Linked DNA regions of Mus musculus: region 1 is linked to region 2. A link is a contact called in public ChIA-PET data. All regions are on one chromosome and are shown on one strand. The core of a region is the stretch at or near the end of the contact, and the rest is flanking DNA. Distances in the headings are between cores, read along the strand shown. Region 1 overlaps Gm46781 (a long non-coding RNA gene). Region 2 has its middle 40 kb from the start of Gm52540.

The links. ChIA-PET counts read pairs in DNA pulled down with a chosen protein or histone mark.
Region 1: a contact with region 2 is called in an RNA polymerase II ChIA-PET map of memory CD8 T cells, with 102 read pairs. The contact joins two enhancer-like sites. A contact is called at or near these places in 1 of 15 datasets of contacts at CTCF or cohesin (CD8 T cells), 4 of 484 Hi-C or Micro-C datasets (CD4 T cells, CD8 T cells, cerebral cortex and 1 more) and 2 of 115 datasets of contacts at active chromatin or transcription factors (effector CD8 T cells and memory CD8 T cells).

What each region holds. Positions count from the first base shown.
Region 1 is chr2:174,596,826-174,604,123 of GRCm38.p6, forward strand. Gm46781 (a long non-coding RNA gene) reads right to left here. Exons shown (of 2, transcript XR_003953979.1): 2 at 5,987-6,448. It also overlaps a transcript of Zfp831 not described here. Among named protein-coding and RNA genes, the nearest start is that of Gm46781, 6.5 kb to the right of the region's middle. Within about 2 kb of position 5,651, at least 105 of the 459 cell types and tissues checked have an H3K27ac peak or open chromatin away from gene starts, as enhancers often do. A contact at or near this core is called in CD8 T cells, effector CD8 T cells and memory CD8 T cells, where this site is marked.
Region 2 is chr2:174,514,600-174,521,751 of GRCm38.p6, forward strand. No RefSeq gene overlaps it. Among named protein-coding and RNA genes, the nearest start is that of Gm52540, 40 kb to the left of the region's middle. Within about 2 kb of position 2,657, at least 34 of the 459 cell types and tissues checked have an H3K27ac peak or open chromatin away from gene starts, as enhancers often do. A contact at or near this core is called in CD8 T cells, effector CD8 T cells and memory CD8 T cells, where this site is marked.

The DNA of each region.
Region 1 (7,298 bases), core at 4,401-6,900, 85 kb after region 2:
CGATTATCTGCTGAAGTGCTCGCAAGGTTTTTTTAAGCCTTTTTAAGCTTTTCTATACCGATTCACTCTGCTCACAGGGTTCAACCTGTCGGAGGTACTTAAGCAAGATGAGGCAAGGTTTTCTTTCCTTTCCCTCCCTCCCTCCCTCCCTCCCTCCCTCCCTCCCTCCCTCCCTCCCTCCCTTCCTTCCTTCATTTGTAATCCTGTAATTTAGACTGTTTACCAGGAAGGCTGGCTCTCTTTCCTTTGGGTCTGAAACAGGGAGATTTTATTCTCCAGCCTTTTCCATCCTGTCCCCCGGGGTGAGTAAAAGCTGTCAGAATGAACTCAGACATCATGGTTGCCTTCCAGTGTGCCAAGAATTGCCATGTCTTTCTCATCTGCACCCCACAAGGGAACCCACTCAGCCATGGTGGTATTAGGGATCGGATCCTCTTTGTGGGACTATCACCTGCCCTGAAGGACACTCATTAGCAGCCCTTGTCTGTAGTCTTGGCCCCTAGCTGTAACAATCAAAACATGGGGAGCAATCTGATAAACAGTGCTCCCAGATGGTCTGTGCCTCCGCTCCTGCCTCCAGCTTCCTTCCTTGAGTTCATGCCCTCTCTCCCCTTCACGGCAGACTATGATCTGTAAAACCTTCCCTTCTCGAGCTGCTTCTGTTGGTGTTTATCACGGCAATAGGAAGTAACTAATAGGATGCTCTATTTGTACTAATGGCTTCGGACATCCTCTGGCTCACAGGCTGTCTGTCCTGTTCTTTCCTCTCTTCTCTTGCTGCTCCAACGTCTCCGCCTTCTTTCTTCTCTCATCGTCACTGCAGCATGCATGCCTCTGTCATCTAGAGTCACCTCACTAGGATTTGTGCTTTGGGGTTCTGAGCTTCTGCCTTCTTGGAGGGCAGGTTATGATAGTACGTCCCCCAGCTTTGTCACAGGGAGACCCTGGGAGGTGGCAGTATACCTGAGAGCACCTTTCTGCCTCCCGTGGCCTCTGAGTTGTAGAAACAAACCCACCTAGAAGGGAGATGGGATGTGTTAGAAGCTTTGTTAGAAATTAGTCATTCATGTTTTGCTCTTGTGTGTGACAGAGATGTCGTCTCAAGTTAATCAAACTGGTGAACCCTGAGCGCCTCATTTGCCCTTGACCTCTCATCTAAGGTCTTACACGTTCTGGAAATGTCCAGACAGAGTAAAACAAGCTTCTTTATTGCAGGACTTTTCAGAGCCTTCACCTGCTGAGAGCTAGGATTACTCCTGGGCACAATGTCACATGACCTTTCTCAAAGTTGTTTGAACACGGAATCCATTTCATTTCCAACACTACCTCTTCCCACTGTTCACAGGACGTCCTTTGGAAAGAGTGTCACCTTGCAAAGACAGCATTTCTCATCCAGCTTCTCGCTGGCTTGTTCTAAGGTAGTTTTGAAACCAAGAAGAACCACACACCTTCCAATATGGAAATCCAAGACCCCTTTCAGTTGGATGGCTTCCAGTGTCTGGGTTTTGAGAGAGACCTTAGGGGAGAGAGTGTTGCTTAACCAGTGGACCCGAAGGCTTGATGAACATCTTGCACATTGCCTCCTGTCTATACACAGTGGGGCTGGAATGGTTGGAAGAGATGGGGTCTGGTAGGTCTGAGGGGCCAGCAACCACCCTGACCTTCCTCCAGGGAAACCCTAAAGCAGAGGAGAAGGAGAAAGATTGTGGAAAGAAGGAAAGCAGAAGTTTCCATTTGTGCCCAATGGGTTTGTTTTTTTTTTTTTTTTTTTTTTTATCTGTTTGCAAATGTTCAGTGTAACGGTTTGAAACCCAGCCGTGAGCTGCCGCCGCCCACACAAGGCTGCCGTGGTGCTGAGCTCCGGCAGGCAAGCCATCTCCCCTGTGTCGGCCATTACCCCGAACCCACACCAGGGCAGGCTGCTTACTAACCCCCACTCCCACCCCGTGTCCCTCTGCTACCCCCCACCGCCTCGGCACCCCCGACTCCCACCACCCTCCACACACACACACCATCCTTTTTTTAAATCTCCAGCACTCGGGTTTTCTCTAGAGGAGGCACAAAGAGAGAGCAGAGATGGGACGAGCAGGCAGAATGCTCCTGCCTCATCGGATCCACCAGCTTTCAGGAGAGCGCGGCAGCCCCCCCCCCCTGCCTGTGGACTGACCACTGAAAGGTGAGAGAGGACTTTGTGATTTCTTTATGCACCTGGAGGTCTGGGGTGCAAGGCCAGGTGAAGGAAGGGCTCTGATGTTTATGCCTGGTCTCTTGTCTCCCAAGCATGATGGATGCCTCTTTCCAACACACGCAGTTGTTTCTGACACAACCCCCCACTCAGGGGCACACAAGAGCTCTGGAATCCAGGGGTTTCTGGGCCCCACCCCCATCCCCCCATCTTCCAGCACAGTCTCCAAGCCCTGAGGTGTGGAGCAATGTGTGAGCCTGCCTTCGCCTTGACCTGTTGATTTCCGACAAAGGCTGCCGGCCCTTCCTCCCTGGAGTGAGCAGTGACCCACACTTTGGGGGCCATATGGAATGGTCTTCCATCCAAGGGGCTTTGGGAAACCTCTTTCCCTAGTGGCCCCAAGCCGGGTAATCAGGAGCAATCAGATCCAGCTGTCCAGCTAATCTGTATGAAATAGGCTTCCTTCCTTGTAGAAATCAACAAAGTTTAAAATAGATGGGACTGTAATCGGAAACGAAGCTATAGAGTTGTATGTGATGTAACGGGCAGGGGTATCCGCATGGAAAATATGAAGTACAAATGACAGGATTTAGGACCATGGGAGCCAGGAAAAGCAATGACTTCCTTGCTTATTAAGCATGTTTATGGGTCGGAGGGTAGCTGAGTGGGACCATCACTTCCGGAAGTGAGACCTCCCAACGCAAAGAAGAGGAGAGTAACAAAGATGGGGAGAAAGAGGAGAGAGAGGGGGCTACTATGGAAAGGGAGAGGGGGGAGAAAGGGAGATAGGAAGTGAGGGAGAAAAAGAGAGAAACTGAGGAAGAGAGAGAGAGAGAGAGAGAGCATAATATACCGCACATGAAAAGAAGGAGCTGCGAGAAGCTCTGGATCCTGTGCAGTCAGAGATGAGTCAGTTGGCAAAAGCTCTATTTTTAGGTTTCCAACTCTGCTCTTGCAGTTTGCCTGGCATTAATTAATGTCACAGGCATGTTCCATACGAGGTTCTGAGGGGCCTTGGCGTGCGTGCTATTCAGACTGGAGGTGTTGGTCTTAAGCACAGATTCTCCGCAAGGCCTTTCAGGCTGGCCTCCGACAAAAGTCTGTCCAGACTCTTCTGCCCTCTGCCCTTGGCCTCTCCGGGTGTATCCGTTAGTGTCTTGGCTCTAGCCCTTCACAGCCTGGCCATTGGCCAAGGGAGAACTACAATGGTTATGCCTTGTTTTTCTTAAAGGAAAGGTTGTACAAGCTGAAATTAGTGTGTGGTTGGGGCCGGGGGCCGGGGGGATGTTGGGTCATGGCTTGGAATAAGAAAGAGAGGCCCTGGGGAACATTTCTAATACTTCAGGAAGAGGGGTACTGGCTCTGACAAGGTCATTTTTATCTCCCTCCCCCCTCAAAGCCTGATTCAGTTTCAAGAGTTAAGTCTGCTCTTCTGAAGAACTACATCAGAGCAGGAGGCCCCTGGCATGGGGCCATGTTTTCCAAGGAGAAGACAGAGGCAGTGGGCAGGTTGAGAATAGGCAGAAGTAAGAATGGATGGGCAGGAGCCATTCATGGTCTGAGGTAACTGCCTCAGTGTATTAACATCATCACAAGACCAATGAGAACACGGTAACCCATCTACCGTAGTCCTGTCTGAAGAGACAAACCACCCTTGTGTTCTCTTCAGTGATCTAGAATATTCTCCCACAGCTGGGACTGAGCCTGAACCGTCCATGGCCGTGACTTACATCAATGGAGGCCAGCACACAGGTTTCATCGGTGAATAAATGCCTTCTGGTTGGCCAATGCAAGGCTAGGTCTCAGATGAACTCATCAGAATAGCGTAAAAATAGCCCCACTGTGCTCAGAGGCATATGAGAGTTCCCTCTGTAGAGTGAAGAAATTGGGAGCACGGAGAAATTCCGATGATCATGGCCAGTTTTACATTCCCAGGCCCTGGGGGAGAATCTCCTTTTCTTAGACTACGAAGCCTCTCTGGATAATGGGCAAATCTGGTTGTGCGCCAGCAGGACACTGACTCAGGTGTGATGTGGTCACCTCCATTCTCCCTTGGCATTCAGATGATTGCATCAAGGACCGTGAGCTATATCACTGTAGATTCATAGGCCTGAGTGTGTTTTAGCCCCTACACACCTCAAGTTCCCTGGCCACTTTCTTTCAGTCCTCCTCTGAAGCACCTTCGACCTAGGAGAAGGGGGCTAGATGGATGCTATAGGCGGGGCACACTGTTCATGAGGGACAGATGCGAAGGACAGGTCTCCATTAGTTATGAAATCCTCTGGTCCCTTCTAGGCTAGCCATACTTGAACCACAGGTACACAGTTACATCTTGGTGAAGCCAAGAGGAAAATGGTTTTTCGAGGTGCCTGGCCTCTGTTGGAGGTCTGACCATAGCATGCCATTAGCAACCTGTGAGAGCCCAAGGGGTTACTTCAGTGCCCCAGCTGCTGTGGATGCTTAGGGTTTAACCATTCACATGGAAGCAGACATGGTGGAAACATATGTTCCCAGAAGGAAGATCTGTCTCATGAAGGTGGTGGGGGCAGGGAAAAGTGATGCCTTGTGTTACGTCATCTTTGCAACTTGCCCGAAGGGTGGGGCCTGCCCAGTGCTACTTTATGGGAAGAATGTGGAGTCTTGTGTTTTAAGTTTTGGATTTTTATCTCTCAATACACTCCATGATCTATCCTCTGGTCTTACCGTACAATTCCTCTTCTTCACAAATCTCGAAGGAAACTGTCACTCTTGGGTGAGCCACATGTTTTCTAATAGTGTCCCTGTTCCCCAGGGTGAAAAGCTTGTCCTGGCAAAGCCCTTAGATGCAGAGCTCTCCCTAGTTACCACACATGGCTCATAGGCAAGCTTGACGGGCGTTCTCTAGTCTTTCCTGGTTCTCAGGTAGCCTAGGATGGTCCGGAACGTGCTACATAGTTGAGAATGACCTAGACAGTCTGATCTTCCTGCTGCCACCTTCTGATGGTGGGATGACAGGTGTGCTATGCACTCTGCAGATCACAAACCCAGGGCCTGATGCATGCTAGACAAGCGCTCTACCAACTGAGCCACACTTCCATCCCTGGCTCCTTCAGTCATGGCTCTGAGGAGCCAGTAGAACTGGGGCTTAACCTCAGATGCTGAGCTCTGCCCCATCCTGCATGGTGCCTAGCTTAGATAAAGACTTAAAGACTGTAATGGAGTAAGTCTAGCATCATACCGAATATGAATCAAGGAAAGCAGAATGCAGCCTGACGGAGAGCTCTCTGTAGATAACCATGGGGCTGGATTCCTGCTCCAGCCCCTGGACTGACACAGCCTGGCCCACATGCAGCCCCCTTCCACCACCAGCCCTCCCGCCCCAAGCTGTAGCCCCTGCCACAGCTTGCCTCTTCCTCTGTGACCTGCCACAGGCCTCACATCCTGTGAGGAGGCCCTAGAAACCAGTTCTGTTGATGAAAACACTCGCGCTCTTCACCACAGGAAGCATGGGCCTCACGTTCACAGTGATAACCGCCCAGTCTCTTCACAGAGAGTAGAGGGGAGCACAGACTAGCTTTGTACCTAGATTAGGAAGCATGTGTTCCCTCCCCTCCCCCTCAACAATTCTCAATTCACCTCACATGAAGCCTCCTGCCCCCCCTGCTTCCTATCCGAGAGTAGGAAGCAGGACATTTGGGAAACAGAGACCATGTCCCCCAGAGCTTTGTAAGAACAGTAAGAAAACAGGATATTAGTAATGACAGGAGCCCCCTGGCCTCGGCCCCAGGTAAGGCGTTTAGATAAAAATCTAGGACACCCGGCTAAATTTTAAATTTCAATTAAACAGTGACTATTGTCTTGATACAAGAAGGTCGTATAGAAGCAGTTCTTCCTAAAACACTACTCAACTGTTCCCAGGAAATATCAATTTAACTAAGAGTCCTGTAGTTTTGAGTTTGTGACAACTAGTCACTGAGGCCTAGGGAACCGACTTCTTCACCCAGAGGCCGTTCTGAGCCCTGTGCTGCAAATCAAGAGCTCCCTCCATGCAAGCAATACTTCACTCTGGACATTTTACATCGGGAGTTTTTGTACAGAGCTGTCTTGGTATGCATTGTCCAGAGGAGAAACTGAGGCTGTGAGGCTGTGCGAGTTGCTGAAGTGATCTGATCTGATCTGCCAGCTCCTAGACCGTCTCCATGCGTAGTACTCACTGGCAGTGGGTGGGCGAGCGGCGGCGCCAACTTCAGAGAGGCAGTAATAACAGGTTAGCTTGGGAAAGCTCTGTGCAGAGATGGGAAGGGTTGTGTCAACACATGCAAATTATATGCAAATACACTTGGCCCTCCTGGCAGGCTCACCTAGGTGGGAGATCCATGAGCAGTCCCCCATTGCCCATGGGCTTCTAACAGGGGCAAGGGTAACAGGTTGATAGCCCCTTGTGTTCCCAGCGCACGTGGGCTGGGGTGAGTGCACACCCGAGTTCTCGTGTTCTCTCTTCTCGGATGTGGATGTGAGGGGGCTGGTGTGGAGGTGGATACATGAGGCTATGGGGCGTGGTGATGTGTGCGTGACCTGCCACCTTGATCTGTGTATTCCCAGCAAGCCACAGGGCTCCTGTCTCCTCAGATAACCTCCTCCAAAGCTTTGGTGTTGCTCTATGGAGAGAAGGAAGCATCCCCTTGGGACTGTGTCTACTGAGATGCCCTAGGACCAGAGAGAGTCCTTGGAGGATAATCCTTTTCTCAACAATACTACAATTAGCATTGATGCTATACCTGGCCCTGCGGCTAATGCTGTGTACTTAATTATCCAGGCCTGGGGTTTGTGTTGCCCTGAGGAAATTCAGTGGGTAGGTAGAGTCACTTGACCACACTTAATGGCAAAGTAAGCAGAGAACAAGTCCACAGCTGCTCCATGTTGGCCAGGTATCTTACCAGGAGCAGAAGAGTAAGCCATGCTGCATCCCGGTATGGACTCCCCACAGAAAGAAGATTCCATTGGGAGTTTATGTTAGTTGTGACAAAGGTTTTGTGCTTTTAGAGTTGGCATAGTGTGTTGGGAGATATTCTCCTGGGCAGGAGGCTGGGCTGAGGAGACAGCCAGGAGAGTAGCCTTCCTGGCTTTTCCACCT
Region 2 (7,152 bases), core at 1,407-3,906:
CACAACATGGTAGTTTTATTAAAATTCCAATTTATGTATGATATATAAGTAATCTTGAGTAACTGAGAGGTGTTTCAGAGAAAAACTACAAGTTTCCCAACAGCTTGTTCTGTACGGGGGGGGGGGGGAGGAAGGGGGCAGAAAAGAAAAGAAAAGAAAAAGAAAAAGAAAGAAAAAGAAAAAGAAAAAGAAAAAGAAAAAGATAAAGAAAAAGAAAAAGAACAAAGCCAGTTTTCAGAACAAGCAGGATGAGCTTCCCCGATGTTCCAGAAAGTTTCTACTCAGTGATTCCATCTCTTATGCAAACTGGGTGGCACATGATTTAATTTCAACTTATTAAGTCAATTACCTGAAAAATAGACACCAAATTACAATGTATACTGTTTTTTTCCCCACTCTATAGAGAATCAAAATGTCACAGGTAGGTGGGATACAACAGAATTTCAGAAGTTTTGTGCTTGTGAGTGTGATACATAATTTCCAGTGACTCATGGTACTTGTTGAGCTCAAGACTCCAACCTGGCTGACTCACCACACCAAGCCGAAGCTTCAAGACTTTCGAACTCTAACAAGACTTGACCTGAGTTATCTTGACCATCACACACCAGGCTGGGCTCTGCAGCGTTGAAATAAGCAACAGTGTTGCCAGATGATGTACTGAGTGCTACCCCATTACCCCCTTCGTCTCTCTGGCAGTAATGGAACGCTCTGCCTCCCTTTAAGATGGTTTTAAATGCAGCAGCTATTGTCAAGTCCTAATGAAAAAGTAGGGCTCTATTTTTCGTCTGTAATTTTGAAAATGGCTCCATTTCAGTTCTGAGAACATGTTCAGCATTTTGGATGGCTTAAGAATACCATGTTTCTTAAATTTGCTTTAGGAGCGATGTGAAGGTCTGGGGCTGAAAAGCCCAAATTCCTCTATTTGTTTCATTTCCTGTCCCTGCAGAGTCTGGGAGACTACACAATGAGCTTTTACTTGTGTGTCTATTCAACCAACAGAAAAATAGAGCCCTAAATAATTAAGGATGATTCACACTTACCAACTTGCAACAATATTCTACTTGCTAACTTGTGACACCTTGGAGAGAAGTCAGACCCTGTGGATTTATTTCTAAGTCCTATTCTGACCTGGAAGGTGGATGCTGTTTTTGGCCAGACAACTTCAAAGGAAGACCTTAAAGAAAAAGAGAGACACTAATACATCTGTTATACTCACAGACAGGTTTTCTCTGAGAAAATGTCAGTTCAGGGATCAGGAAATTTCCAGAAGGAAGCAAGCGTTTCCTCTGAACAGGCTGTTTTAGAGTCACTGAGGGATCTTATATAACCCTCCATTTTCTTGACTGGTACATCCTGAGTCCCTACTGTGTGCCATGAGATTACTGAACATTGTGAAAGATGACCTGTGGCTTTGTGGGCTTCTTCTTCCAGTAGGAAAGGCAGAGTCTTTATCCTAAAAGCCCTGGCAAGACTGAATGGCAGAGAGAGAGAGAGAGAGAGAGAGAGAGAGAGAGAGAGAGAGAGAGAGAGAGAGAGAGAGAGGCACTGAGCACAGTGGTATTCTTACCTAGGTTGTCTGCCTGCTGAGGATGTAAAGGGAGGAGGGATCTCACCTGGGTTGAGCAGTAAGACTTTCTCAGGAGGATGGACTGATGGACTGGCATCCACAGAAGCAGAGAATGTCTGTGCCTCTGCTAACCCCCTAGCTTCCCTTCTCCTGAAGTTGGGGGATGAAGTTGGGTTTAGAGTCTGGTGAGGATGTGGACTCAAGGCAGTGATGACGAAAAGACCACTGTGTGTCTCAGAATGTGTGCATAAAATATGTGGTCCTGAGCTTATTTGCATGGCTGTATGCACAGGCATGGGGTACCCAGAACTCCTCTGGGAGGTCTCAAATCTTCTTGCTGTTTGTGTGTTCTGTAAGTTAGTTTATAATGTGAATGTCACTCCTTTAGGTGGGGTGCAGCACACAACTTGAACATCCGCACAAAGCTTCCACACAGAACACCTCCACTGAGCTAGAGCAAAGTTGTGTGTGTCACAAGTGGAGGGAAACAGCGTGCGTCGCCCTGCTTCTCCTTAATTAGATGTCTGATTTCCCTAGCGATGTTAAATGTCAAAGGCAGTCTCAGCGTGTCCTGTTGCTCTTTAAGCCCCAAGTAAGGGCAGATGATTAATGAATATTCCAGAGTCACTGTGAATGCATAAAGAGTGGTACCCATATAGCCTCTGTTTGGATGGTCTGCTGCTGTTGAATGTCATTATCCTTCCTAAAGAGCTTTACTGTGGGTAGCTCATGGTTGTTATCCTCCTGCCTCAGCCTCTCTACTGCTGAGGCGGCAGGTATGGGCCACCACAACAGCCCCATTTATTTATTTTAAAACGAAATCTGGAACCTGGAGCCAGGGCTTCTAGGAGAAGCAGTGGGGTGGGACAGTGAGGTTCACTGGGTGTTCCTAGGAACTTCTGAGTAAGATTCGGAAGTCAGGGCACAAATCCTTCATTTATTCTTGTGTGTCCGGGAATGTGAAAGGCAGCCTCCAGTGTTGCTTCTCAGGCAAAGCTCTTCTCCACCACGCCCCTTGCCTGCCCCCAGCTGCTTGTTTGCTTTTTGAAACAACGTCTAGGTCATTGGCCTGGATTGAGTTAGGCTGGCTCCTGAGCAAGCTCCAAAGGCCTCCTCAGCACTGACACTGCAAAGTCAGCAACTGAGTTCCTACCAGCAGGCCTGGCTTTGCTATGTGGGTTTGTGGGTGGAGCTGAGGTTCTCCTGCTTATGTGGGAGGCAAGTTTCTAACTGACTTATCACCCCAGCCTCTGGTTGACTCTCCCAAGACTCAAAGGATGTAAGTCTCAGCAGATCACTACCCTAGACTAGAAAATGCCATGTTTTCTGACAGTCTAGAGAAATGTGGCCGCTCAAGGCATGTCTTGTCCATAGAGTGTGCTTTGTTCAGTCAGAGTACCATTTCCACAGGTCAGTAGTGATGTCAGATGGGACCCTGGCCTCCGAGGGACTTCCCCTGAGCTTGTCTTCACTGAACTGTGGTCCACAGGAGACAAGTCAACTCCAATAGCCAGTCTTAGAGCTTCATGGTAACTTAGTTTTAGGCAGCAGTGCCAAATCTTTGCTAAATCTGAATTTCGAATTTATTCTCCATCAGTAGACACAGTCAGCTACAAACTGAAATTTTATATTTCAACTTTAAGCTAAGGTATATACCTGCCAATTGAGAGTTAACAAACAAATTGACAACAACAGGAAGGAGATCTGATGAACTGAAACAGGAACCAACGAGTCATAGACCCACCAAAAGTGCTCAAATACTGTCCTTCAAAGTGGGTAAGGGCTGCAGGAACAGACAGTGTGGACCCCAGTGTACAGCTGGGTCCCTCCCGGGGACTCCTGCCTGCCTGCCTGTGCATCTGCTGTTAGCATACTGGACTCTCGTCACTGTGGTGAACAATTTTTCAGTGCATCTTTTTCTTGGAGCCTGCATTAGTTATTTTGTTTCTTTGTGAGAGAAAACCTGTCAGGAGCAACTTGCAGGAGGAAAGGTTTGCTGGGGCTGACTGGATCATGCTGTGAAGAGGTGGCGGCTGGGCCAGCTCTGTCTTTGGAGCTTGTGGAACATCATGTCCACATTCTGGCTGTTCAGAAAGCTTGAAACCTATCTTGGCTTTATGTGAAATGATAGCATCTTAAGCAATTATGCTACCAAATGGAAAATTGCATAAAACACAACACAAAATACTAGAATCCTCAAACACTACAAAACCCTAACCTGCAAAGATGAGAGTATTCTTTACTTTAATAGTGATGAGACTGTTTCGGAAATAAGACAGGAAATTAGCGATTAAGCAGATTAAGATTAGCTAGGCCCCCTTTGGCTGAGACTGATGATGTCAGTCTTGTTGTTACATCATTTCTAGATGGTGTCTCCACTCTGCACATCTCAAGATCAAGACGAGCTCTGCCCTGAGGAAATCTTGCCTCCAGGTATGGTCATACCCAAAAGTGGGAATTCAAAATCTCCTTGTTTGCCTAAACCAAGTCAGCAGACAGCCATGATTTTTCTATTCTTGCTACGATGCTTGTCTAAATGATGCATCGAGCTGGACGTCTCCCCTGAATTATTTCCCATTTTCTTGTAGTTTTCAAGAGGTTAAATTAATCTTATTTTATTTTTTTGTGCTGCTAAGGTTTGAACCCAGGGTCTTGACAAGCAGTAGGGAAACCATGCACCGCTGGGACACATTCCTATCCTTTTCCAAATATTTTATTTTGAGACAGAGCCTTCCTAAGTAGCTGAAGCTGGCTACAAACTTGCATCCTTGTGGATGCAGTCTTCTGAGAGTCAGCCACTCGGATACTTCCAGATAAACCCGACAATTATGTATTTCTTGGGAGTAGATAAATAATCCTTTCTTTTAAGGTAAAGGCTTGGGACCAACAAGATGGCTCAGCATGTAAAGGTGCCACCATGTCTGATGGCCTGAATTTGATGCCTGGGACCCACATGATGGAAGGAGAGAACCAGTCATTCAAGATTGCCAAATGTGCACCCACCATTCCCTCCCTCTCTCTGTCTCTTCCTCTCTTTCTCTCTCTCTCTCACACACTCACACACAAACTTTTAGATTTTTTTAGCTGTACTAAGTTTTATAAAAGCTTCTGCTATTTATTCTATAATTGTTACACACATACAAGGACAATAATGATTTCCTTGCCTCACTACTATTTGCCTGTTCTTCCATTTTTCTCCACCAAATATTTGGTGAACAGCAGCGTCTTCCTTTATGATATACTCTTCTCCATTGTCAATTTTCTCTGTGTCTTAGGGTTTCACAGCTGTGAAGAAACACTATGACCACAGCAATACCTATAAAGGGAAATATTTAAATGGGGCTGCCTTACAGTTTCAGAGGTTTAGTCCATTAGTGATGACAGGAAGCATGGCAGAGTGCAGGAAGATATGGTGCTAGAGAAGGAGCCGAGAGCTCCACACTGGGTATCACTTGAGCACATAAGACCTCAAAACTTGCCTTGCTCCCACAGTGACATATTTCTCCAGCAAGGTCACATTTCCTAATAGTGCACTCCCTTTGGAACCATTTTCTTTCAAACCACTATACCATGGAAATGTCAATTAGTTTATGTCCCTATGAAGTGACTTGGTTTGAATGTGTGGTCCAGGCAGTCATCAGACATGACCCTTCTGCCTGGCTTCCTTCACTTAGCTTTGTGCATTTTTCTGACTCATCCTCATTGCAGAGCATGTCTGACTTTCACAGCTTTTTAACTGAAGAATATTCCAACACATCACACACATACACCATAGTGCACACACCCCACGGTGCACACCCCCCCACGGTGCACACACCCCACAGTGCACACACCCCACAGTGCACCCCCCCAACAGTGCACACACCCCACGGTGCACACACCGCACAGTGCACACACCCCACGGTGCACACACCACACTGTGCACACACCACACTGTGCACACACCACACAGTGCACACACCACACTGTACACACACCACACAGTGCTTCACCCACTTCCTTCTGGGCTGCCATGAACAGAGCTGCTCTGACCATTCATTTTGGTCCCTGGGTTTGGTTGGTTCTTTTCGGATCCTTGGAGTAGAACAGAGCATAGTAGGTTCATTTTATATTTGATTGTTAAAGAATTGGCAATTGTCTTAGTCAGGGTTTCTATTCCTGCACAAACATCATGACCAAGAAGCAAGTTGGGGAGGAAAGGGTTTATTCAGCTTATATTTCCACATTGCTGTTCATCACCAAAGGAAGTCAGGACTGGAACTCAAGCAGGTCAGGAAGCAGGAGCTGATGCAGAGGCCATGGAGGGATGTTTCTTACTGGCTTGCTTCCCTGGCTTGCTCAGCCTGCTCTCTTATAGAACCAAGACTACCAGCCCAGAGATGGTCCCACCCACAAGGGGCCTTTCCCCCTTGATCACTAATTGAGAAAATGCCTTACAGCTGGATCTCATGGAGGCATTTCCTCAACTGAAGCTCCTTTTTCTGTGATAATTCTAGCTGTGTCAAATTGACACAAAACTAGCACAGCAATGTTTCTGAATTATTTTAAATTTCCTCTGACAACATGTAAGAGTTCTCTTTCTCTACTTTTCAACAAAATTACTACTTTTTGGCTTTTTTTTTTATGGTGACCCATCTCCTGTATCAATGTAGGCTGTTTGTTTGTGTAATTTTTTGTTTTATTTTTGGTGAATTTTTGCATCTGTATGTGTGTGTAGTATGCATGATGGTGGGTATATATGTGCATAACTGTATTCACATGTACATGAGTGTGTACATCTTAATGGTGTCACCAGGAGTCTCCCTCAATCACTCTCTCTACCTTATCCATCGAGATGGAGTCTCCCGATCAAATCCAGAGCACACTGATATCACTAGTCACACTGATTGATATCACTACTCACAGTGATATCACTAGTCACAGGGAAATCACTAGTCACAGTGATATCACTAATTACAGTAATATCAGTAGTCACACTGATATCACTAGTCACACTGATATCACTAGTCACACTGATATCACTAATCACACTGATATCACTAGTTACACTGATATCACTAGTCACACTGATATCACTATTCACACCAATATCACTAGTCACACTGATATCACTATTCACACCAATATCACTAATCACACCGATATCACTAGTCACACCGATATCACTAATCACACCGATATCACTAACACACCAATATTACTAGTCACAGTGATATCACTAGTCACACCAATATCACTAGTCACAGTGATATCACTAGTCACACCAATATCACTAGTCACAGTGATATCACTAGTCACACCAATACCACTAGTCACAGTGATATCACTAGTCACACCTGTGTCACTAGTCTAGCTAGCCAGCTTACTTAAGGGAATCCCATATCCTCCTCCCAGTTCCAGACAGGCTGCTAATACCCACCCAACGTTTATGTGGGTGCTGAGGATCTGAACTCAGGTCCTCTTGCTTGCATGGCAAGTGTTTTATCCACTGATCTATCTTCCCATCCCCCCACCATGGCTTTTTAACATGCATGTTCCCTCCAGCTTCCTTCTTAATGCTGACCTAGTATGTCTTTGGTGATGTA